Linked DNA regions of Ovis aries: region 1 is linked to region 2. Evidence: chromatin contacts called from public Hi-C data. All regions are on one chromosome and are shown on one strand. Each heading gives the region's core, a stretch centred on a gene start, on an enhancer-like site or on the middle of the called end of the contact. The rest is flanking DNA. Distances are from core to core; before and after follow the strand shown. Region 1 holds the start of TAF8 (TATA-box binding protein associated factor 8). Region 2 holds the start of TOMM6 (translocase of outer mitochondrial membrane 6).

The links. Hi-C and Micro-C count contacts between places; a contact is called where the count stands out from the background.
Region 1: a Hi-C map of liver shows a contact between it and region 2, with 4 times the contacts expected there. The contact joins the promoter of TAF8 here to the promoter of TOMM6 in region 2. A contact is called at or near these places in 8 of 16 Hi-C or Micro-C datasets (blood, hypothalamus, liver and 4 more).

The regions. Positions count from the first base shown.
Region 1 is chr20:15,827,604-15,833,649 of ARS-UI_Ramb_v3.0, forward strand. It overlaps TAF8 (TATA-box binding protein associated factor 8), which reads left to right and starts at 1,483. Exons shown (of 9, transcript XM_027959184.3): 1 at 1,483-1,545; 2 at 2,316-2,472; 3 at 5,262-5,360; 4 at 5,680-5,742. The coding sequence starts at 1,501. It also overlaps a transcript of CCND3 not described here.
Region 2 is chr20:15,631,892-15,637,361 of ARS-UI_Ramb_v3.0, forward strand. It overlaps TOMM6 (translocase of outer mitochondrial membrane 6), which reads left to right and starts at 2,867. Exons shown (of 3, transcript XM_042237283.2): 1 at 2,867-3,028; 2 at 3,565-3,670. The coding sequence starts at 2,901. The coding sequence ends at 3,661. It overlaps PRICKLE4 (prickle planar cell polarity protein 4), which reads left to right. Exons shown (of 7, transcript XM_042237280.2): 4 at 85-222; 5 at 512-715; 6 at 1,281-1,485; 7 at 1,958-2,752. The coding sequence ends at 2,331. It overlaps USP49 (ubiquitin specific peptidase 49), which reads right to left. Exons shown (of 7, transcript XM_060403180.1): 7 at 4,189-5,470.

The DNA of each region.
Region 1 (6,046 bases), core at 233-2,732, 190 kb after region 2:
TCAGCTTGGAGGTTCCAGGAAAGCAGGGTGTCGCTGACACCCATCTATCTTGGTTTCTCCAGCCCTCAAGCCTACCTTCTCGGCAGGTGAGCCCCCGGAGCATCGACCGTGGCCGCACACACTCTCTCCCGCCGCCTCTGGCTTCTGTCTCTGGGGAGGTGTGTGTGTGTAGGGGGGTCGCCACCTCCAGCCTCGGGGAGGGGCGTGCACCCCTCCCCCAGGCGCCCAAACAGAACCAGCCTCCGCTGCCGCAGACGCGGCGTGTTTACAAAGTCGGCGCCTCGCCGCCAATCCCGAGTTTAAAGCTGGGCAGGAAGTGGGGAAGAGGGGGCGGGGGAGACAAAGGGGCTGGGTGCTCCGCTCAGCGAAGGTTTGGGCCCCGACTCCTCCCGGCGGTTCGCCGGGCGCCGCGATCCCGGCCCTCAGACGCCGCCCCACGCGTGCCACGCGCCCCAGGTGAGGGGGTGATGGGGGTGCCCCCCAGGCACAAGTGCTCCCGGCGGGCAGGCGCTGCGCAGGATTCCAGTCATCGGCCTCTGAGCATTTTCCACTCATCCGTTCGCCACGCAGGAAATAAACATTAGGCGCTGTTTCTTGACCTCTTACTCTTAAGTCTGCACATGATAGACCCTTCGTCTGTATTAGCTCACCCCCAACCCCTATCCATCTCATCCCATCCTAGTTTTACAAGAGAGGAAACTGAGGCACAGTGAAGTCAGGCAATGTATCCGAAGACCCAGAGCTGGCGAGTTCTGAGGTTCAAATCCAGCCTCTGCGTCCTGCCAGACACCCGCAAACGGGGCGGTGCAGGGAAGACCCCCGCCCCCTCATCCGGAGGAGGCTGACCCGCGAGCGAACCACAGAAAACCACAGGCACCGCGTGGACGCAACGGCCTGGGAGGGAGACCGGCGAGCGACAGCCTCCAGCCAGCGGCGCCTTCAGGCTCGCCCGCAAACGCCTGCAGATTCACACAGGGCGAGAGGGCAGCGTGATGCACCGGAACACCAGAACTGGGTGGCTGTGAAGCTCTAGTTCCAAGTGGGGCTGCGGAGACCCCAGCACAAAACAGGGTTTCCCTTCAGATTTCCCGCTCATAAGAATCACCTGGAGACTTAAGAATACAGGTTCCCAGGCCCCTCTCCTAGAGAGCAAATCAATGGGGACCCAGCGGAACCCCACACAACCATCCAGGAAAGTTCGGAGCGTCCCAGGGATGTGCTTTTCATGAAAAAGCGATTTCATTTAAAAAAAGGTGTGAAACCGTGGGCTCATTTTCCGGGGCAAACTTCCGGGGCTAACTGAACCCACCGCTCACAAAAGGTCACGTGAGCCGGGGTTGCGGTGGGGGGGTCACCCTGCGGACCTCGCAAGGCCTCGGAAAGCTCCGCCCGGCGCGCTTCGCCCCGCCCCTGGCTCCCGCCCCGCCCCTGGCTCCCGCCCCGCCCCTTGACTACAAGTCCCGTCGTGCCCCGCACTCGCGCACATTACGCCAGGGCAAGATGGCCGACGCGGCGGCCACTGCCGGGGCTGCGGGCTCCGGAACGGTAAGGGCGGGAGGCAGGCGCGGGGCCGAAGCCGAGAAAGTCGGGGCATTCCCGACTTTCCCCCTATCCGGGCTAAGAGCCCATACCCAGAAACCCAGCTCCACCCTGAACCCTGCGTGGAGGAGGGTCTTTCAGGCCGTATGTGACTGCCACCCCCCCGCCCCCTCCCCCGCCATTCTCGAGACTTGGCGGCGGCCTCCGGAGTCGGTGGACCTGTCTACTGATTGGCCCGTTCTTTGTTGGGGGGGGGGGGTTGGGAACCCGGAACAGCTCCTGATTGGTCCACTGAGGCCGTTTTCGCCTTCTTATTGGCCCGCTAAAGTTGGGGAGGGATTCGCATTTCAAAATAATGTAGGTTTCCTACTTTTTCTGTCCTCTTAGCTTCATGTGTTGTTTGTTGCTTTGACTCTCCTCGTTAGTGAAATGGTATGGAGATGGGAAGAACGAGAGAGAGAGATCACTTTTTTTCTGGGAGATGGGCACGAGTTCCAATCCCATCATGCATGTTTCTTCAGCTATATATTCTGAAAATCTGCTAAAATAGAAAAAACAGCCGCTTTGTGTTATGAAATTGTTAAGTGTTAGGTAGGCAGAAAGGTTGTCTCCGAATTTAGAGCCCCTAGGATGCTCAGTTACTGTTCATTTGGCCAAGAGTACCGATAAGTATTTAGCAAAAGAACCTTTGCTTGCCAGTGACAGTATGTGAGCTCTAATTGCATCATTGTCCAGTGAATAAAAATGTTCTCTGTTTCTGGGCTGCTGATTCACAGAGATCAGGAAGTAAACAGTCCACTAACCCTGCTGATAACTACCATCTGGCCCGGAGGCGAACCCTGCAAGTGGTTGTGAGCTCCCTGCTGACAGAGGCAGGGTTTGAGAGTGCTGAGAAAGCATCTGTGGAAACATTGACAGAGATGCTGCAGAGCTGTAAGTACCGGGAAACAATAGGAAACAGTAGGCCTTCTTCCAGTCAAACATCTGTTCTGTGTCCTGCATCGTGATAGTGTTGAAAAGGTTTAAGAAAAGGAAGGACATTGTTAAGCGACTAACAGGCTTTAGAATAAGATAGACCTGGGTGTAAGTTCTCACTCTGCCACTTAATAGCTTGGGTCAACCACTAAACTTCCTGAACCTCAATTTCCTTATTCCTGAAAAGGGGTAATAATTTGCACACTTTGGAGTTTTGAGTATAAGTGAGATATATATGAAAACAGTCAAAGCTGAAAATGTAAGCCCTCAATGACTTGTAGGTGGTGTTATTGTTACTGTTTGTTCTCTATGCTCAAATAATTTACACTTTTATTGGAGAGTCAGGATTAAGTCCCATGATAGAGATGCCACACATTATATAATCAAATGCTATATTATGTGATACAAAGAGTGAGGGAGAATAAGTTTTAGAAAATGGAAAATAAAAACCACCACTGCTTTTAAAAGGAAGTATCTTAAGATTTAGGAGCCTGGAATGGTCTCACACAGGCTTGTGCATAATCAGTGTATTTCCCTCTTTGGGCCTTGGGTAGGGAAGGATGAGATGAGGGATTGGGCATTAAGGTGTTTTGGGAGGAATCATCCCTGTGAATGGAAGTGAGAGAAAGGTTTAGGCAGAGAGGGAAAAGTTGAAACAAAGAATTGGCCAGCTCAGCAGGGAACCCTGGAGGCATTATTGCTCATCAGAGTTTCTGACATCAGGTCCCCAAAGCCCTGCCTTTGCAGTCTTGATCAGTCATGGATGTGGGCTGCTCCAGGAAGGGTGTGATCTAGGGTGAGATGACTCTCTGCAGCTGATGTTTGGGACTTCAAACTACCAAATGTTTTCCTAAAGCAGCTATCTCAAACCCCTTTAGATTCTTAAATATTGAGGGTCCTAAGGAATTTTGTATACATGGGCTTTTTTTTTTAATGATACGCTCTTTTTTTAAAAAAAATAAGCTTTTTTGGAGGCGAGGGGCTGCTCTAGGTCTTTGTTGCTGTGTGCAGGCTTCCTGCAGATGCAGCGAGCAGGGACTACTCTAGTTGCAGTGCACAGGCTTCTCATTGCAGTGGCGTCTCTTGTTGCAGAGCACAGGCCCTAGGGTGCACGGGCTTCAGTCGTTGCAGAGTGTGGACTCGGTAGCTGTGGTACGTGGACTTACTTGCCCTGCGGCAAGTGGAATTTTCCTAGACCAGGGATTGAACGTGTATCCCCTGCATTGGCAGGTGGATTCTTAACCACTAGACCATGAGGGAAATAGCAACATGGGCTTTATATAGAGAGATTTTGTCACATTAGAAAATGAAATTGAGAACATCCTAAAACATAAGGATGCACACGGACACATTCCATTAGCCAGCAGAGCCGTGACGTCATCACAGGTGACATAGCCTCTGGAAAACATGGCAGAGAGTGAGAGTAGAAAAAGTCAAAGAATGTCTCATTTTATTATGAAAATGCTTAAGTCCACAGGCTTTTTGTGTTTGTGTAAAATGGAGCACAATTTCAGAATTTTCCCGAAACTGCTCATCCACCCCTGAAGCCCATTCATAGAGCCCAGCTTCCTGTTTCCCCTTTCCCCTGAGGGACTTCCGAGTGACTGAAAAAGAGGTTTCAGCTTCAGGTAGAAGAGAAAAAAAAACCTGACACCCAAATAGTAAGACCTTTTTTTTTTTTTTTGATGGCACAATATACATAGCATAAAATTACCATTTTAATTACTTTTAAGCATTCAGTAGTGTTAAATATAGTCACAGTGGTATCAACCATCAGCACTATCCGTTTTCAGAACTTTACTTTTTCATGGTTCTGAACAGTAACTCTGTATCCATAAATAACAGCCCCTCATCCCTCCTTCCTCCCAGCTCCTGGTAACCTCTAATCTAATTTTTGTCCCTATGGATTTTCTTTTTTTCTATGTACCTCATTTAAGTGGAAGCTTAAAATGTTTGACTGGTTGGGTTATTTTGCTTAGCATGACGTTTTTGGAGTTCATTCATAGGCTTCTCTGGTGGTCCAGTGGTTAAGAATCTGCCTTGCAATGCAGGGGACACAGGTTCAATCCCTGGTTCAAGAAGATTCCATACACCATGGGGCTGCTAAGGCCATGAGCTCTAGAGCACGTGCTCCACAATAAGACAAGCCACCACAGTGAGAAGCCTATGCTCCACAAGGAAGAGGAGCCCCCCCACTCTCTGCAACTAGAGAAAGCCTATGCGTAGCAACAAAGACCCAACACAGCCAAAAATTTAAAAATTAATAAGTAAATAAATATTTTATAAAACACAGGAAAAAAAAAAATAAAACACAGGAAACCTAGATGGGAGGGAGTTTGGAGGAGAATAGATACATGTATATTATGACTGAGTCCCTTTGCTGTCTGCCTGAAACTGTCACAATATTGTTAATTGCACTGGCTATACTCCAATATAAAATATAAAGTTAAGAAAAAAAACAAAAAGTTCATTCATATTGTATCTTATATCAGAACATCATCCCTTTTGAAGGCTGAGTAATATTCCGTTAAAGGTATAGACCACATTTTCTGGATCCATTCCTCTGTGGATGGGCGTTGGGTTGTTTCTCCATTTTGGCTGCTGTGAACATGTACACGCAAGAATCTGTTTGAGGCCCTGTTTTCCTTTCACTTGGGTATATACCTAGGAGTGGAGTTGCTGGCTCATGTGATCGTTCTGTAACCGTTTGGGAACTGAGAACAAGACTTTCTGCTTTTGATTCTTAGACATTTCAGAAATTGGAAGGAGTGCCAAGTCTTACTGTGAGCACACAGCCAGGACCCAGCCCACACTGTCAGATATTGTGGTCACCCTTGTCGAGATGGGTGAGTACATCTCCAGTTTCCATTTCTTCAGTGCAGCTGAGTTGGGAACATGAGAGAGAGAGGAATCCCCAGGAGACAGGCCAGTCTGCTGAATGTTCTTGAATCTCCTCGTGAGTCTCCTGGTTTGCTTTCAACTTGACAGTTATCAAAAGAGGGTTCCTCTGAACCCCTGTAAGAGACCTCTTAACTCCTTTGGGGGACTCTGTTGCAGCTTCTTTTGAGTGGCAGCAGTCAGGAGTTTAAACTATTTCACCGCAGCATTACTTCCCCTTCCATATTTAGTGGCCTAGGCAGTGATTTTTGTTTTCCTATTTCTTAGGTTTCAATGTGGACACTCTCCCTGCATATGCAAAACGGTCTCAGAGGATGGTCATCACTGCCCGTAAGTGACTGAGAACCGAGATATCCGGTAGTGCTCAATTAATGCTGGTGGAGTGAAGTAATTGAATAGGGCAGGGACTGGTATGTAGCTACTGCCTCAGTGCAGGCTCCTTTCCATGATTTGGGGCTACCTACAGTGTCATCTTGATTTGGACCGATGGAATTAGGTTGTGAAATTCACTCACCACAAAGGCAAACCATCCCGATGCTACTTGAGAAATATGAGAGTTCCTGTTCCTGCTTAGATCAAGAATCAGTAAACTATGGGTACTGTGGCCCACCACCTATGTTTGTAAATAAACCTT
Region 2 (5,470 bases), core at 1,617-4,116:
AACAACTAAACCTCCTCTCTCTAGTCAAACTTCAATCTTACCTGCTGGGGCTCTCCCAGTTACAGTGGACGCCTGTTTCTGCAGGATTGCTACTGCCTGGCCCTTGGGGAGGAGGAGCTGGCTGAGCTGCGGCTCTTCTGTGCCCAATGAAGGCGGGAGGCCCTGGGACAGGGGGTGGCCTGCCTGGTACCTCTCAAACTTGAAGAATGCACCTGTGAAAATGTATGTAACACCTGACCTGGCCACCATATTCCCCTTCCTCCTCTCTTTGCCCTCTCACTGTTGCAGAAGGGGATGGCTTTGGGGACTCCGAAGAGGAAAAGAGGTTTGGGGATTGAGTTTGGCAACATTCAGGAAAAAGGGAAACCAAATGTAGGGGTTCTTGGTGGAGCCTGCAGTGGAGGTGGGTTTGCCAGAGGTGTGGGAAGAACAGTTAGGTTGGGGTTGGGATGGAAGAGCCTGGAGACTGGCATATGCAGCCTGTGACCAGCCCAGCACCCACGCCCCGCAGTGCAGGGAGCCGCTGAGGCCAGGGGAGTACGGAGTGTTCACAGCTCGGGCAGGAGAGCGGCGCTGCTGGCACCGGGCTTGCTTTGCCTGCCAGGCCTGTGGCCAGGCCCTGATCAACCTCATCTACTTCTACCACGATGGGCGTCTTTACTGTGGCCGTCATCACGCAGAGCTGTTGCGGCCGCGCTGCCCGGCTTGTGACCAGGTACAACCTTGAAGGGAGGGGCTGGAGGGGGTCTGCCCAGGGTTGAGTGGCAGGGTGCAAAGGGACGCCTCTTTCAGTACCACGGAGTGGGGTACAGAGAACTGGAAATCAGTCTGGGACTTCTGTATTCACCTTGCTCTGACTTTTGAGCTCTGGGTACCTGGGGCCCGTTGCCTTTGTGCCCTTCCCCACCGTAAGCAGAGTCCCCCCAATTTTCATGGACTCAATTTCTCCAGAGCAGGGACTCTAGGACAGACGATCATCTCAGTATGCTAGTGCTGTTCCTGCTCCAGCGAGGAACTCGTTCAGTGTCTGCACAAGAGGCAGTATGGAAACCTGGAATGGGCGTCCAGGCGACCCGGGTCGCACTTCTTCAGGATGTGCCACCTGCTAGCTGGGGGATCCTGGCTAATCCAATCAGCCCTCCCCGCGTCTGAGAGTGTTTGAGTAGATCAAATGGGAATGTCTGTAGACGTGCTTCAGCGTCAACTGGGTATAAGGCGTGGTTATTGGATGAATGAATGAGTGAATGAATGAATGAACCGTCCCCCTCTCCCTCTCTCAGCTGATTTTCTCCCAGCGCTGCACCGAGGCCGAGGGACAGCGCTGGCACGAAAATCACTTCTGCTGCCAGGACTGCGCCGGGCCCTTGGGCGGGGGACGTTATGCCCTGCCGGGGGGCGGCCCCTGCTGCCCCAGCTGCTTTGAGCGTCGCTATTCGGATGCGGGTTCGAGTCCGGCCCCGACACTGGAAAGCAGGGCGTCCCCGGGTAAGGGAGGAGAAGGTTAAGATCAAAGGGGAAGGGGGCAGCGGCTCGGGCTGGGCTGAGGGGGGTGGTTCTCCCGGGCTGGGACCCTCACCCCGGTCCCACGCCGTCCCGCCCCTCCAGCAGCGCCCCCGCCCCGCCCCCCGCCCCCCCAGACCCGAGCTTCGGGGCCCGCAGCTCTCACCGCGCGTCCCTGGCCGGCGCGCTCCGAGGGCCTCCAGAACCCACCCCGCGCCGCCGTTGGGGCTGCGGCGCGGGACTCGCTCCTGGGCTGGGGCCGCGGCCGCCCTCTGCTGGGCGGAGGCGGGGAGGGGCGGGAGCCTGGAGCGGACCCACGGCGGCGGCGCGCACGGCTCGGGGCGGAGCGGGAGGTTGGGCCCGGACTGGGACTGGCTTCTGGCCGCTGCCCCGCCCGAATCTGGGAGAAAGAGACTCGCGGCTCTGAGATGGGCGTTTCTGACCCCGCCCGGAACAGGAGAGGAGGGGCTCTGCAGAGTTGGAGACCGGGACTGCGCCCAGCCGAATGCTGCGACCATCTCCCGGGCAACCCTTCTCGCCACTGCCGTCAGCTCTAGTCTGGAAACCCGGATTGGGATTCTTGGATCCAGCGCGGAGCAGGAGTATCGAACTGGAGACCAGACGGAGGCACGCCAAGGGCAAGCGCAGGGCCGCCTAGAGACGCCCCTTGATCCCAAGAAGGACGCTCCCTGCCCCACCTGCTCCTCTTCCTCTGAATCGGAACCCGAAGGCTTTTTCTTAGGCCATCGCCTTCCTCGGCCCTGGGAGACCCCGGCCCCTCTCCGAACTGGGGACAGCGACACCTCCAGGAGGCACTGTACCATTTGCTAGTGGCGCAGCCTGGAGAAAGGGGAATTGGGGGGTTGCGATATGTAAGGCGAGAGAGCGAGGCTCTCTTACCCCTCTAAGTCCTAGACTGAATCAGGACCACGTCTGGGGAGGGGCGGCGAGATGACAGGTTTGACTGCCTCCTTTCAGCCCGCGCACTTTATGACTCTTCCTGGAGACTTGGAGAAGCCCATTCCTCAAAGCTACGCATCCCCCGCTGAGTGCCCCTGCCCCACACCCACAGGCCGGGCGGCCCCATCCCCAGCGTTCTCCTCCCGAACCAATGAAGTTGGTTCGGAGAACACCTGGACTGTGAGCCGGTGCGCCGGCCGAAGGCCAGGACGGAGCTGGAAGTGGAACCCGACCAGGGAGACTGGAGCACGGCGGCGCTCCACCCCTGGCCGAGGTGGCGGACGCGCACCCGGGAAGTTCTGCAGGCGCCTGTCGATGCGCGAGCCGCTGTGCCCTCTGTTGGCCAGTGGCCCGCGGAAGTGTGAGGCCGGAAGTTGCGTAATCTGTCGGCGCCCGCCCGGTGCGTGGCGAGCGTTCGTACAGAGCGCTGAGGTGCTGCTATGGCTTCCAGTGGGGCCGGCGTGACCGCTGCGGGCTCAGCAAATGAAGCTCCCGAAATTCCAGACAACGTGGGGGACTGGCTTCGGGGCGTCTACCGCTTCGCCACCGACAGGAATGACTTCCGGAGGTAACCGAGGCCCGGGGGCTCGGTCCCTCTCCGGCCCTTCGCGCGCGTTATGCGTACCCCCTGGATTTCCCTTCCTTGAACTGGTTCCTCCAGATTTTTTTACATCACCCACATCTTGGCCTCTTTGTGGCTCTGGCTGTGCTTTGCTGAGGTCCTTGATCGGGAGGATTTCCGTGCTGCCGAAGCGCTCTTTTCAGTCACCAGGCTCTGTCTAGAGAAGCTATGCTCACGGGGACCCTGGGGGAGGGGGCTGCAACAAACAGGCTTTTTGGCTCTGGACAAGTGCTTAATTGGCCTTTGCGTTTGACCCTGCTCTCATTAGACGTAGAAACGAACCTTAAATAACCATGTGGTCTTGGGCAACCTATTATGTACCGATCAGTGCTCATGCGATTCTGAAGTGCTTCTGCCTCAGGAGGGGACGGCTTCCTCCAGTGTGTGATTATGGGAACCGGCCCCCCCCCCCACAAGTCTCTCGTTAACCAGACACGTGACTCAGTGACCACAGGGTTAATAGGATGCGTTCCTTTTTCCAGGAACTTGATTCTCAATTTGGGACTCTTTGCTGCTGGAGTTTGGCTGGCCAGAAATTTGAGTGACATTGACCTAATGGCACCTCAGCCTGGGGTCTAGCCTGTGTAGGTAAGCACTAACCACTGTTCTTTCAGAAGTCCTAGAGGCTGGGAGAAGAAATAACTTAGATCACCTGTTCACAGACTAATAGGAAAGAGACTTGACAAAAGACCCTTGGCTGTTCCTAGTTAGATAAGTTTCCAGATGTTGCAAGGGATTTAGCAATTTTTACTCCAGTAATTTTACCTTTCTAATGCCACCTGTTGTCTGATTGCAGACACATGGAATCCCTGTGCTGTACTCGACCCCTTCAAAAACAGCCTCCAATCTGTGACCATCACCAGACTTGCCCTGATGGCGGCTGAAGTTTGTCAGATGGCACCTTCCCTTCCCTGCCCGACTTCCTTTTCTTTGCCGAGTCCACTCAGGACACCCTTCTCTGCTCAACAGGCAGGCTTCAGCTAAAGTATTGTCTTCTGTTCTGTAAAATGCTGTACATAGTTCCTAAGTTTCTGCAGGGGCTGATCTTGGCTCTTGTCCTGAGGAATAATCTAATGGTATTTTAACAAATAAAGCGTGTACACAAAGATATTTTATTCTTTTAATAAGAAAACTTCAGCTTACAAAAACAAGGTGTAAAAAGTCAAGATTTACAAAAATCATAAAAACATGATTTATATTTCACACTCGAGAGAGACAGGAACAAGTCCCAAACATGGATTTTAACAGATGGTTTGTTTCATAGTAAAAGAAAAAAAGAAATGGAAACTGTAGCCACCATACAGTGATGTTAGCATAGGTAATAGCTTATTCTTGAGGAATTTCCATTTTTGAGCAGTACTATGGGAAGAAGCCATTTGGTGTTGCATAGCATTTTAGTGCACCAGGTGGGTTTTCCAGGCACCAGGGAGGCATTGTTGCTATAATACAGTGGGATTCGAGGGCAGTAATGTGCAGGTGGAGGCAAGGTGTGAGTAAGCCTGGGCAGTGGGCTCTGAAGCAGCACTGCTTGAGGAAGCTGCTTCCTTCACAAAGTAAGAGATATTTTCTGACCCTAAAATTCAGGGTAGTGCCACTGTCCAGGAGTTTGGGGTTCTTTGGAAATGGAGTATGTAAGGAACTGGCATGGAAAGAATGATGAAGGTGTGGACATACAGCCAGGCTCCCCTTGGCAATTTTTTCTAGTTGATTTGCTCTACTAGGTGTTTAAAAAATATACATACTACTTTTTTGTGCCAAGTCTCTGTAACTGGTATGGGATTAAAGGATAAGAATTGGGAAGGAGGGTCAGTATAAATACACCACAGTGGCCTAATTTTAAGTTAGGCGTTATCTCTAGCAGTCTGTTCACTAAAGGTAAATAGAATAAAATGGTCCCTCCTTGACCCTGCTGGCATAAATCTGGCTAAGAAAGCTGTTAGAGACTTAGGTTTTTTATATGTTAAAGAAAAGCACCATTTTCTTAATGAGCTCTAATCAGGGAGGTCCCAGCTATTAGGAGGAAGGAGTTTGAGCCTGTATGAATTGAGGCCTGTGGCTGGCTTAACATGATGTCAGGATCCTTTTAAGAATCTACATAGTGATCACAGATGCTCTGGCAAGTTTGTATCTTACTAGGCTGTTAAGATGAGGAAAAGTAACATACATTAAGTAAGGCTTGGGTTTGAAGCTATCACCCCCCAAATGGTGACCAGGAAGGAAACTTTCAAGCCCCGTCAGCCTGTATCAGACCACTGCTAAGCCTAGAAATACCAGCACCTGTTGTTCTTTATAGCAGTGAAACTTACATCCTTGAAGTCTGCTACCTGAGCTACTCATAACTGTGAAAAGTTCTATTTGATAGCAATTTTCAAAGGTAAAATTCAAAAC